4 separate regions of the Mus musculus genome follow, and all the other regions are linked to region 4. A link is a contact called in public Micro-C, capture Hi-C and promoter capture Hi-C data. All regions are on one chromosome and are shown on one strand. Each heading gives the region's core, a stretch centred on a gene start, on an enhancer-like site or on the middle of the called end of the contact. The rest is flanking DNA. Distances are from core to core; before and after follow the strand shown.

Region 1 (3,357 bases), core at 308-2,807, 410 kb before region 4:
CCTGCACTTCCTGTGGGTTCCAGAGGCAGGGAGAGAGTCAGCACTTTGGCAAGACTGGTATGACCAACAGGAACATATTGTGCAAACCGCAGCAGTGGCCAATAGTACCCTCTTTCACATTTGGCCTGCTGACTCAGTGACTATTCCTCTGTCTCCAAGCCTTAACCAAAAACCAAAGCAGTCCACAACTAAAGAGATTCATCGCCTACAAATCTCCCAGGCCTGTCTACCGTGCAGCCTCCCTGCCCAGAGTCCACTGGCCATAACAGCAGGCTATTCGGACAGGTGGGGGCGAGAGTTAGCAGAATGTTTCATTGTGTCATATTGTCTACTCTGTGCTGTCTCTGGGGACCCAGAGAGTAAACACCTCTGATGAGAAGTACCGTCTGGAAGGATATGTTAGGCAGGAGCACTGACTCAAACAGCAAGCTGTACAAGCTTGTGTACGTTGTATTAATCTCCTGGAGGAAAGAGCAGAGGCGTGAGCTTTCTCGCAGCTGGTCGGCTTTCCAAGACGTTGTCACATTACCTAGTTTTCAGCCCTGTGTGGGGTACATGGATGCACACAAAAGCTTGTGAAAATATTCCTCTGGAAAGGCCCAGGGCTGCCCCTCATCTCCAGGAATGCCCGCCCGTTGCCTTGGAAACAGCCGAGGGCTGAGGTTGAGCCTCCGCATCCCTTGAGGAACAAGGCAGGTGCTCCCACCTGCTGGTCAGTGTAAGTTCCTCCTTGCTGTGTGGCTAGCAGATCTACAAACAGAACCCAGCACAAGAGTGAGGGCTCCCTTCCCCCTGAGAGAGAAGAAGATGTATGGCTGACTGTTTTCTTCTCCACTGACCGTCTTTAAAAACGAAGCCCGATTGCAACAATCCCTGATGAAATTCCATGTGTGGTTTGCTTTTGCTCCAAGGACTTTGACACTGCCATTGTTGATTTTCCCTTTCCCCCGCCAACCTTCCATCCTGTCTACCTGGTCTGTGTTTGCTGTCTAGATGGCTTTAAATACAGTAGCGCTCGGTGCGGAAGCCCTTTAGACTTTCCTTGTGATCTGCTCTGTGGCATGTTTTCTTTCTGCAAGTAAGCAAATACAGTCTGGAGCTGAAGTAAGATGGCTCTGCTGTCAGTGGAAATAGAAGTCCCCTGAGCCCCAAGGGTGCACAGCTTTTGTGATGCCCAGGTGCTATGTCTCCAACTGACGACCTGTGTGCTGCTGGGGCACCATCTAGGATCTGAGTGTCTGTTATCCAAAGCTTGGAAAATGGAGATAAACAGTGCACTGTATCATTGGAAGCCTAGGAGAAACAGCCCCACAGGCAAAGGCCTTTCCAACAGCCTGCAAAGGAGCCATTTGTCCTGCCTGCACTCACCACATGGGAGGCATAGTAAGTGCCACATGGAGTAAGTGCACAGCTAGGAAGTAACCCGACAGAATTTTCACCCGGCCCTAGGAAAGGCAAATGATTCTTTAGTGTGCTTACCTTTGTGCATGGTGATCAACTGGGCACAAATACCAGGACTGAGCCTCATGACTATCTGATGCAACCAACAGATAACTCCCAGATTCAGGGCAGACTAGCCATACCCTTGACCTCTTAAAGAACACAGACTCAACACTCCACCCTCTGAATCCTAACAGGAAGTTGCTTTCTTCACCAATAAACCCAGGCCCACATGCTTTCTCCAGTGACTCTTTTTCCTGAGAGATCTGTAAGATTCCTGGGCACGTCCTACACATGTCTAGCAAGCCTTTTGTGGGGACCCATCTGAATTGTGGAACAATACTGGAACAATAAAATGTGCTTTAGATTTTAATTTTTCATCATTGAATTTTTTGTAAATAACTTGTATAGATTACATTAGAAATATTTTATACACTGGGATAAATGACATGTTCTTAAAATGAAACTCACCTGGATTGTTTTGTTTTGTTTTGTTTTTACTTTATTTAATGTGGCCGCTTTCAATTTTTTGGTTTCTTGCAGGGGTGGGGGTGTTGGTTGAGTTTTTCTGAAACAAGCTCTCGGTATTTAACCTTGGCTAGGCTCAAACTCAGAGATCCACCTGCCTCTGCCTCTCAAGTGCTGGGATTAAAGGTGTAACACAACACACCTGACTGACATACACTTGTAAGTTTAGCCTCTCTGACTGGTGTTAGTATTAAAGGTTAGCCTAGCACATGACATTTAGGCTTACATTGCCATCTGCTGGCCAAGCCAAGAAATTGAATATGAGAAAAAAACCTAAGCAACCTGAGCTGGGTCTAATAGCCTGGGCTGGCCTGGAACTCCACAGGCCTCTGAGGGTGGCCTTAATCTTCCTGCCTCCACCTCCTCCCAAGTGCTAAGATTGCTGAGGTCATAACTGTGCAGGAGTTGCAGAAACAGATGTAACTGCAGAAGTTCCCAAACCATCAGCACCGCCTTAGCAAGGAAGGGCAGAGAGAAGCTGTTAAAAGTCACAGACCTGGGGCTGGAGAGATGGCTCAGTGGTTAAGAGCGCCAGCTGCTCTTCCGGAGGTCCTGAGTTCAATTCCCAGCACCCACACAGTGGTTCTCAACCATCTGTAATGGTATCTGAAGTCCTCTTCTGATGTGTCTAAAGACAGTGACAGTGTACTCAAATATATAAAATAAATAAATCATTTTTTAAAAATGTCACCGACCTGAACTCCAAACCCCATGGAGACTGACAAGGCCCTAGAGAGAGAGAGAGCCTGGGCTTGCTCTCAGCTTCTGCATCAGACACAAAGTCAATGTTTTCACACAAAACAATTAGGGTCTTCAGTAGCCCATGCTGGCCTTAAACTCAGTTTGTCAGTTTGTAGCTAAGGATGACCTTGAATTCCTAATTTCCATACCTTCACTTCTTGTGTTTATAGATGAGGACCACTCCCTGCATCAGGTCTCCATAGTTGCCGTTCTTACAAAATAATACATACTAAAATTAAACAACAGAGAAGACACCTCCAGAGTTGTGATATCCTCTCTTCATTGTTGTGGAGTTTTATTTATTTATTTCTATTTTATAGTTGTTTGTGTGTATGTCTGTCTGTACCACGTGTGTGTCTGGGGCCAACAGAGACCAGAAGAGGGTATTGGATTCCCTGAAACTGTAGCCACAGATGATTGTGAGCTGCCATGTATGTTCGTGTGTGTGTGTGTGTGTGTGTGTGTGTGTGTGTGCTGGAAATCAAACCTGGGTCCTCTGGAAGAATAGCAGGTGTTCTTAACTATCGAGCCATCTCTCCCACCCCTGCCATCCTCTCTTTTAAAAATATTTACCTTGACTTGTGAAGGACTTAAAAGTAGGAATCGTGCCTAAACCTTAATGGCTTACAGTAGCAGTGGTCATTCAAC
Region 2 (3,395 bases), core at 116-2,615, 290 kb after region 4:
AACACAGATGGAGGTGTCTTAGGCTTTGTTCTGTTGTTATGATAGAAGACTCTAGTAGGGCAGCATAAGGAAGAAGGGTTTACTTCAGTTCCTGGTTGAAGGTCTGGCCCGTCGTGCAGGGGAAGTCAAGGCAGCTGGAAGTTGAAGCAGCTGATCACATTTGTTGGGATCAGGGTTTAAGCCAAGGAAACTTTAAAATGAAAGCTTTATTTTCTGAGTACTCAAGAAGGCGCGCAATTTGGGAATCTCAACTGTATCCCTAAAGGGAGAGTGTACAACATTTTTAAAGCATGGGAACACAAAGCAAGGGGGAGGCTGGGGGGAGGGGGAGCTCCAATTGTATTTTAACAGTATGGGTTAAGCAAGGTAGTATCCGTATCCAAGATACCTGGCTTCGAGGTCCTTAATTCATTCTCTTAGACATTATGTCTGGCGCTCAGAGTGAGAAGGGGACAAAGGAGCAGGCCAGCTGCATGTAATTAATTAGGGCAGAACAGGCGATTGGTTATGCATTTTTACAACTTATGCACCCTGGTTTAGACAACAGCAATTTCTATAGTCTTTATTTTGTTAAAAAAAACCAAAAAACCAAAAACATTGGAGAAGTGGGCTAGGTGTTCATTCCTAGGCCTGGAAACTTGAACTTGTTTCATCCTGCCAGCAAGATGAAGAAGTTGTCCTTGGGATGGCTGGATTCAGACAACTGTCTCCTTATGAAAGACCCACAATGTGAGGGCTCCCCCACGTTCTGACTCAGGAGAGGCGACACCCCAAAATCACCCACAAGAAACGGGTCTTGCTGCAAATTGTAAGAGGATTTTTATTCAAGAGCGCTCTCGGGCCCATGGTCATACACCACACAGGGGTAGAGGACCGTGGCGCCCCGAGTAGCTGGGTAAGGGGGTATTTAAAAGAAGAAACCACAACTTAAGGAAGTGGGGAGGGCGTTGTTGGAAGATACCAAAGATACCAGTTAAGAGTCACAAGGAAGTGTAAAGTTACAAGAGTCACAAGGAATACCTGGTAATTGTTAACTCTCAGGACTGCTTCTAAGAGCCCCTAACAATAGCACATTTGCATTGCAGGTTCTGGGTGACTTTCTTTGAATGAGCACTCTTTGAACCCAGGAAGCGGGTGGGTGGAGGAATGTCGCTATGTGTTTTATGATTAGCATACCTTTACAAAGGCCACATTCCCAAGCCTGGGCCTAAAGGCCTAGAATTCTGTTTTTATGTTGTTATACTTTCACTTACAAGTTGTCCCTGAGATGTCTGGACTCAGACAACTGTTTATATCACAAGCTGTTCCGCTATAGGGAAGTCCTCAGCTCCCCTAGGGCCTGGGACCTTGAGTTTAGTTTCTGAAAACGAAATGGTAGTACATAGAATAAGTTTCTTTTGCTTGTTCCCAGCCTTAAGTCTCAGAAAAAGAGAGCGACGCATACTTGTTACTACCTAGCAACCCCTCTACACAGTTCAGGATCCCGTCTAAGGAATAGTCCCAGGCCCAATTAAGATGTGTCTTCCCGCATAATAAGATAGTTAAGAAACCCCCCACAGCCATGCTAGGATGCTACCTGTGTCTGCCTCTCTGTTATGGTAGTCAGGCCCCTTGTGCACTGAGCTGGCCTGAATGTCGGCAAGAAACTTAGCCAGGCGTGGGTGAGCATAGTGCAGGAGCTTGGTCAGTGACAGTGACAAGTGTGTGCGCAACCCACACCTGGGAACAGCTTCAGGGCACTGGTTCATTTGCTGGGGGTGTGGGGGGGGTGTAAAGCAGATATTAATGCTCCTGGGGAGGTGGCCAGGGTCTCTAAGGCAAGGGTTATGTGACTGTGCCCCTTTGGCCAAGGCAGGGATGTTGGATGATGCTCCATCTACATACTTAGGGGTTGTAGAGTCCCAGCTGGGAGGGACAAACCTTATATGGTCAACCAAGGACTGAAACCTGATAAGTCTCAGGGTGATAAATCATTCCTAGGGTTGCTGGTGGGTTAGCTGGCTTTATGGGGCCAGGATGGGAGGGGGTAGCCAACTCCTGCCTTCTGATGTTTGAAGTATCCAGTGTTGAAGTTCCCTGAAACCTTCCTTCGTAACCCTGGGCCATTATGGCCGTACACTAGGAGTCCCATCTTTTAGGTGATTTTAGATCCTATCAAAGTGCCAGTCAAAACAAACCATCATAGGAGTTTGAGACCAGCCGGAGTTATGTGAGACCCTGTCTCAAAAATCCACATCCTCACCATAAACAAATTGTGTGTGCGTGCACATGTATGCATATGTGTGTGTGTGTTTCATATGTGACCTCATTGGTGAGGTTGGTGGCAAACTTCTGTAAGTCCCACTTAGTCTCATGTAGTTCAGGCTGGCCTTCAACACCATATGTACCTATGGATAAACTAAATGCCTGATCCTCCTGCTAGGTTTACAGGCTAGCATTCTTGACTTTCAAATTTTATTTTGTTTTCCAAATGAATCATCTCCGTGTTGTTAATAATAATAGGGTTCCTCTACTTTTTTCAAATACTTTGTTTTTACATACTCAGTGTCTATAAATGGGATTTTTAAAAAACTTTGAGTCCAGTCTTGCTTTGTAGCCCAGACTAACTTAATTTACTCTGTAGCTCAGGCTGGCTTGAAACTCACAGCAAGCCTCCTGCCTCAGCCTCCAGAGTGCTGGGATTACAGTAAATGGAAAATGCCGAGGTTGTGTCCAGAAGTGAAAATGAAACCAGGGAAGGGGAAAGTGGATGAGCAGGGGGCGTTGTTTCCAGCAGAGATGGGGAAGGGGCAGGAGAGGCTGAGGGGTGGGACTTCCTAAGTGGAGGTGGGGAGTGGGGGTATTAAAAAAATAAGCTGGCAGAGGAACATTCCACTTCCTGTCATGTAAGTTTTCTTTCTACTCTGGTCAGTAAGTTTTGGAGTCTAGGTGAAGCTACACAGGGTAAAGATCAGGGGAGCATTACTTCAAGGGAGGTCTTGAACTTCTAGAAATCTAGCAATTCTCTCTGGCCTCAACGGTGCTGGGATTGCAGGCATATCCCATCTCGACTGGCTCCCAGGACTCTTAATCAATAGAATTCAGCCAACAAGAGGCTGAGACAGTTCAGGCCAAAGCCTTGTGAAAGATAAAGGCCTCTGTGCTCTTGAACCCTTGGAAAACTTGATCATAACTCATCATCCTGCTGAAGTGACCAGAAGAGAACCCAAACTCTGCGACCACATGATTACCTCTGCCATGTCCACAAAGTGCAGAGCCCAGACTTCAGACAGAAGCATGTAGAGTTCTGCCCAAGCAGACTTGTCCCACTTCCACCCTTTCCTGTCCTGCAGCCAGCATTTTTAGAAGTAATTTCTTATGCATCAGTAGCACCTCTTTATCCATCCAATATAGGA
Region 3 (3,390 bases), core at 392-2,891, 330 kb after region 4:
CATCCCTGGCTTGCTCAGCTAGCTTCCCTATACAGCCTTGCCAGTTGATTTTGGTGTTCAACCTCCTGGTTGCAAGTCCCTAGAAAACCTCTATCTTCAAAAATTAAAAAATTTTTACATTACAATTCATAACAGTAGCAAAATTAAGTTATGAAGTGGCAACAAAAATAATTTTATGGCTGGGGCCCCATATCATGAGGAGCTGTATTAAAAGGGTCTCGGCATTAGGAAGGTTGAGAACCACTAACCCATCGGATCAGGAATGGCTTGGCTCTCTGCCATTGATTAGTGTCATAGTTTGGGGTTCCATTGCTGTGAAGTCACACCATGACCAGGACAACATTTAATTGTAGCTGACTTACAGGTTCAGATGTTCAGTCCATTATCATAAAGGCATGAAACATGGCAGTATCCAGGCAAACATGGTGCTGGAGAAAGCTGAGAGTTCTATGTCTTGATCCAACTGCGGCTAGGAGGAGACTGTCTCTGCCAGACTTGATCATGTGCGAGCGTGCGTGCGTGCGCGCACGCGTGCACACACACACACACACACACACACACGCACGCACACACACAGAGACCTCAAAGCCCACCCCACAGTGACACACTTCCTCTAACAAGGCTACACCTCCTCCAATAAGGCCATACTTAACAGTGCCCCTTCCCATGGGCAAAGCACAGTCAAACCACCACAATTAGCAATCAAGAAAATGCCCAATAGACAGGGCCACAGGTCAATTAGGTCCTCAATCGAGGTTTCCTCTTCTCAGGCATGTCAAGTTGATGACTGAAGGGATTATAAGGAAGAACCAGCTTGCTCCTAGTGGCCCACAACCAAGCTTATAGCTACAGCTTTTCATATGGTGTTTTAAATCTCAAGAATGGGCGAAGCCGGGTGTGGTGGCGCAAGCCTTTGATCCCAGCACTCGGGAGGCAGAGGCAGGTGGATTTCTGAGTTCGAGGCCAGCCTGGTCTACAAAGTGAGTTCCAGGACAGCCAGGACTATACAGAGAAACCTTGTCTCGAAAAACCAAAAAAAAAAAAAAAAAAAAAAAAAAAAAAAAGGTGAAAACCAGCAATAAACAAAACAAACAAACACCACATCAAAACCATCTGCTCCAGAAATGATAGTCTTAAGGCTTCTGGAACTAATTTTTGATGTTTTATGGGTCGTCGGAAGCACGTCCCCTACACTTCGCCAAAAAAAGAAAACTCATTTATAATAACCTAGACTCTGGTTTTCCGGACTTTTTGATGCAGGTAAAGGGAGGATTCTCAAATGACCCAGATCCAGCAGAGACATCAAATTTGAGCTATGATTAACGGAAAAGCACTTTTTCACCTGTGAAATACCCTTCTGAATGTAGCAGGTCAGTCCACAGGTGGAAAGAAGCTTGGATTCCTTCTACTTTGGGGGTTTCTCCGGTTTAGATGGAAAAAAAGAGACACCAGTCATTAGAGTACTCACAAAGGCAAAACAGGGGCGGGGCGTGGCAGAGGCCGGCGCCCTGAGATACAGGGGCGGGGCTGAAGGGGGCGGGCCAGGTGGAACCGCCTATCTAGTTCTCAGCAGCTTCCCCTCCCTCACTTGGGCGGGGCTTCCATTTCGCCTGACCTCGGAAGAAAGGGGGCGGGCCCTTTGGGGCGGAAGTCGCAGTGCATTGTGGGTTCGCCGGGAGCCGCGGAGTCGAACCTGAATGAAAGTGGCGCGCCGCTGAGGACCCGGGTAGAGCTGCTGCCGTTGGGGTCCGGGCTGGTTTGCTGTGGAGCTATCGGCGAGGCGGCACAGACATGGCTTACAACAAGATCCCGCCGCGGTGGCTGAACTGTCCGCGGCGCGGTCAGCCGGTGGCAGGTACCCGGGAGGGGGCTGCGGGAGGGTTCGAATCTCACTGCGCCGGCCGGGCCTGGGGGACCGCGCGCTTGGTGGTCGCCAGTCGGGACTCCCGCAAGGCGGAGGAGTGAGGACCGGAGGTGGACCAGACGCTTCTAGAGCTTAAAGTTTGTGAACCTCTTTGTGATATTTTGGAGACTGGGTCTCGCTGTCTTGGCGAGACTTGTTTTCGGAAAGAGAGTAGCTGGGTGTGAGCCTGGAAATTGAAGGAAAGCTTAAAGAGACGCGAGGCTGGATAGCGGGGGACTTTTGGTTTTGTTATTAAAAATTGACTTTTTGCGGAATGTTGCCATCTTGAGTTTGACGTATAGTGGACTCATCCCCGAACTTGCGAGCTGGGATTATAGGCTCGGGTCACTGCTTGGCTAAAAGAACAGTGACTTCAAAGTGTACAGTTTGATAGTTTTGGACCACACACATGTATTCCAGGGAATACACATGAAATAACGGAGGCACAGTTCTCTGAATCCGTGGAGACATCGCACATGGTAACTTTAAAGGACCAGGCTCCACAGTTACCAGCAACCGGGTTAGATAGCAATTAGGAACTTTGTCTGCTGGACCTAGAAGCCAAAAACATTTTTGTGATTAAAATTGAGGAAGGAATACAAGTTCTGTTTTCACAGGATTTACTCAGCTATAGAGTAATTATCGGGCAGGTGTTTGCAAAGATCTGCTAAGTCTCCTTATCGGAGTTATGAGACATAAGCGTTTCCTTTCTCTCTTTTTAGCTATCTGAACACCAGGCAAAATACAGTGAGCTGTGGCTCCCTATTGAGGAGCTAGCTGGTACCCACACTCTCTTAGAAGCCCACACCCTTGCTTTCTGGTTGTCTTTATTCTGAGTGACTCTCTTTTTCTTTTCTTTCTTTCTTTTTTCTTTTTTTTTTTTTTGTTTTGTTTTGTATTTTTTCGACACAGGGTTTCTCTGTATAGCCCTGGCTGTCCTGGAGCTCACTTTGTAGACCAGGCTGGCCTCGAACTCAGAAATCCGCCTGCCTCTGCCTACCGAGTGCTGGGATTAAAGGCGTGTACCACGCCCGGCTTTTTCTTAACTCTTGAGCTAAAACCTGTATATTAAAACTGTAACTTTTTGTTTTAAAGCTGTGCTGGGTAACACAAAGCAGGAAGTTTTAGGATGGAGCTTATGTGAAGATTTCAGCACATATAGGAAGAAACAGTTGTGTTATGCGTGGGTCAGGATGTGGTGGTTAACTGGGTATCTTTTCTGGCGTCATTTGGAATTAAATTTAGGGAGTCTCAGAATTTTTGCCACCTTCAAAATTTCTTGCTCCCCCCTCTCTTATTTATGTTGCTTTACATTATGTGGATGTAACACTTGTATGAACACTTGTACCCATGGCAGGAGATTCCAGTAAGCACCAATTATGTGGTGACAGATAAATGGGAGTGGTGGCATTCTAAGACTAACAAGGACCCACGGGCTCTGCTGCTACAGTTCGTCTCTAGACCTGGCCATGCTGACACCAAGTCAT
Region 4 (3,614 bases), core at 877-3,376:
CTCGGTGGTTAAGAGTACTGACTACTCTTTCACAGGACCTTAGCTCCGTTTCCAGTGCCTAACCTGGTGTTAGCTAACAATCATCTATGACTCCAGTTCCAGAGGATTCGACACTCTCTTCTGGTCTCTGTGGGAACTGCATTCAGGGGGTACACATACACGTAGGCAAAAACAATCACACGAATCCAATACATATATACATACATGGATATATACACACATAGTAACTCTCTCCTTGATGTTAGAGAATCACCAGACATTTTCATCTTTTCTGTGTGTGAGGGTGTTGAGTTGTGAACTGTCCTCTCTGGAAGACCCCCTCTGGGTTCACCAGACATCCTTGCTCAGTAGTCATGTTTGAATCTGAGCTGTTGCTAGGCAGCCATCTCCTGGTGTCCCAAGGACCTCTCTGATGCTTGAAATAGGCCAGTTTAGAGACCTCCCCACAGACTAGCAAGCTGGCTTTGGGACAGCCGCAAAGCCTTACAGCTACTCTGGGGAAATGTCCCTTCCTCCCCAGGCCGCTTCCTGCAGAGATTCAAGGATTTCAAGCTGCCCTCAATCTCATTAAGTTGCTGCTGCCCAGCACATGGGGTTTGACAAGGCGCTGGAGAGACAAAAACTACCAACCGGATGAGCCACAAAGCCCACTCTCTTCGCTATAGAAGTAAAATCGCCAGTGAGAAATGAGTTCTGAGAGCACCTGAGAGTCATGGCTCATTTGAAACGTCTACCAACTCTGTGGTAAAGGTGTTCTCATGAGGGTCAGAAAAGGCTGCTTCCTTCCGGTGGGGAGAGTAACGAGAGTCGGCTTTCTCCATCCACCCTTTGGCCTCCACTTGGTTTCAGTCTTCCTTTGCCCACGGGTTTCTGGGTGTGTTGGACCAATGGCAGTCATTCCCAGGAGACCACACAGAGATAGGAAGAAGGAAAGCAGCCAGGGCCCTCTTCTGTTATCTGCTTGGCCAGAGGGTGGGGAGGGTGGGGGCGGGGATGTGGGGTGGTGTGGGGGTGCTGCTACCTGGCTGCTCTACAGAACTGGCTCCCTTCACTTCCTCCCACTAAATTTGGAGGTGGTGTGAGCTTCCCACCTGATAATCTTTGACTGTACTCCCTAAATTCTGCTGCTTATATATCTGCAAAACTGTTTCTTCGCTCAAAAGCCTTTTTCAGTTCACATCTTTGTATGTGGCATAGGAACGACCTTGACCATGCAGACAAGAGTTCTACTGCCTCTCCTTGGAGAAGCTTTCCTGTTGAAAGCAGCCACCCAGTTAGAAGAAATCCAGGACATGCGTCACGGATTAGTAACCCTATTCCTACCCAGATTTTTCCGAGGACCCCTAGGAAGCCCTGTCCCGGGCCGCAAGTGTCCAGGCTGAGCTGCCTTTCTCCCCACCTGCTGAGCTGCTGGCACCTGCAGGATCCGGATCACCTTGCTGGCCCGCTGTTTAACTGAAGGAAGTTTATGCACGTGACTTTCTCCTCTCTCTCTCTCTCTCTCTCTCTCTCTCTCTCTCTCTCTCTCTCTCTCTCTCCCTCTCTCTCTCTCCCTCTCTCTCTCCCTCTCCCCCTCCCTCCCTCCCTCCTCTTCTCTCCCTCACCCCCCACCCCAGAAAAGGGTGCTCACACTGTGCTGAGCAGCTGGCGAAGGAGGAGAGCACCTCCTCATCCCACATCGCTTCTATTCCAATCTGAGAGCTGCCCCTCACCTCCCACAAAAGCCCTAAAACACGTGGGACTACACCAATGAGACAATAGCAGTTGGGGCATAAGAAGCCCCGAGGGCGTTATACACTTTAGGTTTTCCCGAAGGTTGCAAAGGAATCATTTAGTATAGCATGTTTATATATAAATCACGAGACATGTGACTTCTCCGGAAACATGTCTACGTAGACCACAGTTTGGAGTATTCTTGCTGGGAAATCCTTTGAACTAAAAGGCACTTTAGGAGGCAGCTGCTATGGAAACTACCCCACCACTGTGCACTTCTCCCAGCTCCCGCAGGCTGGAGTGGCGGTGGGGGTGGGGCCTGAGTACCGCACAGTTGAGGGGCAGCCTAGTGGGGGTGGGGTAGACTGGGGTGGGGTGGAGGTGGGTGGGGTGGAGGTGGGTAGGGTGTGGGTAGAAAGCCTGAAGACCGCAGCACAAGCCAGGGGCACTGCAGAAAGCAGGCGGCAGGGTCCGGGTGGTCCCCGGGCCACGCTTGCAGAGAAAGCGAGCAGAAGTCCCCGAGGGCGGTGGCCAGTGCGCTCTGGACACCCGAATTCTCTCTAGGGGGAGAACGTGTGTGGCCGAGCAAGCGGTGGCTGCGGCCGGCGAGCGCGCGCCCGGTGGTGCTGCGTGTGTGTGTGTGTGTGTGTGTGTGTGTGTGTGTGTGTGTGTGTGTGTGACAAGCGTCAGGTGACTCGGGTCACGCAGTCACTCCCTCGCGCTCCCGGGGAGAACTGCCGCGCTCCGGCTGGCTTCTCGGGCAGCAGCGGCAGGGAGGGGGCTGGGCTCCACTGCCACCCCCTTGCTCACCAGGCGCGGCCCCAGGGCGCTGCGGGCCACTCGGCCCACGCGGGACCTTGGAGGCAAGCGTGGGCGTGATGAGCCAAGTGCTGGGCAAGCCGCAGCCGCAGGGTGAGGACGGCGGCGAGGACGAGGAGGAGGATGAGCTGGTGGGGCTGGCGGGCTACGAGGATGGGCCCGAGTCCTCGGACGCCGAGCTGGACAGCGGGCCGGAGGAGGGAGGTGAGCCAACCGGCCGAGCGCTCGCGGTCCCCGCCCTGGGAGCGATGTGTGTGTGTGTGTTGGGGGTGGGGGGGATGCGGGACGCGCGGGTCCGGGGCGCTGCGGTGGGGGAGGGGAGCGGCCGGGCTGCAGACGGCGGCGGGGAGCAGGGTCGGATGTCGAGCTAAAAGAAGCAGCTGGCGGCAGCGTGCCGGCTGGGTCGCCCACAGCTGCGCGTGTCATTCTTCCCCGCCGTGGCCGCGGGAGGGTCTGCGGCGTGGGACCGGGGCGCTGGGGCGGGGCCCGCGCTGCAGGTGGTATCCGCGTCTCCCGGGAGACCGCGGGGTTCTAGGTCCCCAGACACCCTGAATGCATCTCGTGTCGCACCCGGGGGTGGGCGCCTGGCGAGCAATCCTTGGCCGCTGAAGCCAACTGTTTGTTGTTGCCGAAGGAGCTGAAGTTAGCCTTTCGGATTGGGGGCTGCTTGCATTTCATTCCCGGGACACAACAAAGAAGTTGAGTTTAGGATTCCAGAATGTTTTTCTTTAATTTAAAAAAATTTTTTTTCCCCACAAAAGCGGAAGGTCACTTTAAAAGGTCAGTTGAACGGGGCTGTTAACGTTCTCCGAGTTGTAAATATCCCAGAGAAAGGATTAATCTCTTTAGTGTCTCACACTAAAGAAACCGAGGAATGAAAGTACCCGTGACAGGAGTTTTAAGAACTTTTATTGAGAATCTATCGAACGGAACTTAAAATTCTCTCTACAAAGCCTTTCTCGGAAGACAGTTTTGATTTTGCGTCTGGCAGGTACTTCAGTGAATCAGAAAGGGAATACAGTTAACTAAGACTTAAGTCTGGCAGATGAAAAACAGCTTTTCAAGTCGCCTCATTTCCTGGC

Evidence for each region. Promoter capture Hi-C pulls out the DNA fragments that hold promoters and counts their contacts. Hi-C and Micro-C count contacts between places; a contact is called where the count stands out from the background. Capture Hi-C pulls out chosen DNA fragments and counts their contacts.
Region 1: a promoter capture Hi-C map of the C10 cell line shows a contact between it and region 4. The contact joins the promoter of Bach2os here to the promoter of Rragd in region 4. A contact is called at or near these places in 2 of 39 promoter capture datasets (the C10 cell line and pre-B cells) and 5 of 115 datasets of contacts at active chromatin or transcription factors (embryonic stem cells, epiblast stem cells, memory CD8 T cells and 1 more).
Region 2: a contact with region 4 is called in a Micro-C map of embryonic stem cells, with 1.9 times the contacts expected there. The contact joins the enhancer-like site here to the promoter of Rragd in region 4. A contact is called at or near these places in 2 of 39 promoter capture datasets (the HPC-7 cell line and embryonic stem cells), 1 of 484 Hi-C or Micro-C datasets (embryonic stem cells), 3 of 115 datasets of contacts at active chromatin or transcription factors (all in embryonic stem cells) and 1 of 9 other capture datasets (embryonic stem cells).
Region 3: a capture Hi-C map of macrophages shows a contact between it and region 4, with 6 times the contacts expected there. The contact joins the promoter of Rngtt here to the promoter of Rragd in region 4. A contact is called at or near these places in 15 of 39 promoter capture datasets (the 3T3-L1 cell line, the C10 cell line, the HPC-7 cell line and 8 more), 4 of 484 Hi-C or Micro-C datasets (the N1E-115 cell line, embryonic stem cells and granulocyte-monocyte progenitors), 8 of 115 datasets of contacts at active chromatin or transcription factors (cardiomyocytes, effector CD8 T cells, embryonic stem cells and 1 more) and 2 of 9 other capture datasets (embryonic stem cells and macrophages).

What each region holds. Positions count from the first base shown.
Region 1 is chr4:32,570,105-32,573,461 of GRCm38.p6, forward strand. It overlaps Bach2os (BTB and CNC homology 2, opposite strand), which reads right to left and starts at 1,558. Exons shown (of 5, transcript NR_026843.1): 1 at 1,480-1,558. The region is part of intron 3 of Bach2 (BTB and CNC homology, basic leucine zipper transcription factor 2); the gene reads left to right.
Region 2 is chr4:33,269,161-33,272,555 of GRCm38.p6, forward strand. No RefSeq gene overlaps it. Among named protein-coding and RNA genes, the nearest start is that of Pnrc1, 22 kb to the left of the region's middle. Within about 2 kb of position 1,366, at least 22 of the 459 cell types and tissues checked have an H3K27ac peak or open chromatin away from gene starts, as enhancers often do. A contact at or near this core is called in embryonic stem cells, where this site is marked.
Region 3 is chr4:33,308,670-33,312,059 of GRCm38.p6, forward strand. It overlaps Rngtt (RNA guanylyltransferase and 5'-phosphatase), which reads left to right and starts at 1,642. Exons shown (of 16, transcript NM_011884.3): 1 at 1,642-1,855. The coding sequence starts at 1,792.
Region 4 is chr4:32,980,872-32,984,485 of GRCm38.p6, forward strand. Rragd (Ras-related GTP binding D) reads left to right here and starts at 2,127. Exons shown (of 7, transcript NM_027491.2): 1 at 2,127-2,736. The coding sequence starts at 2,592.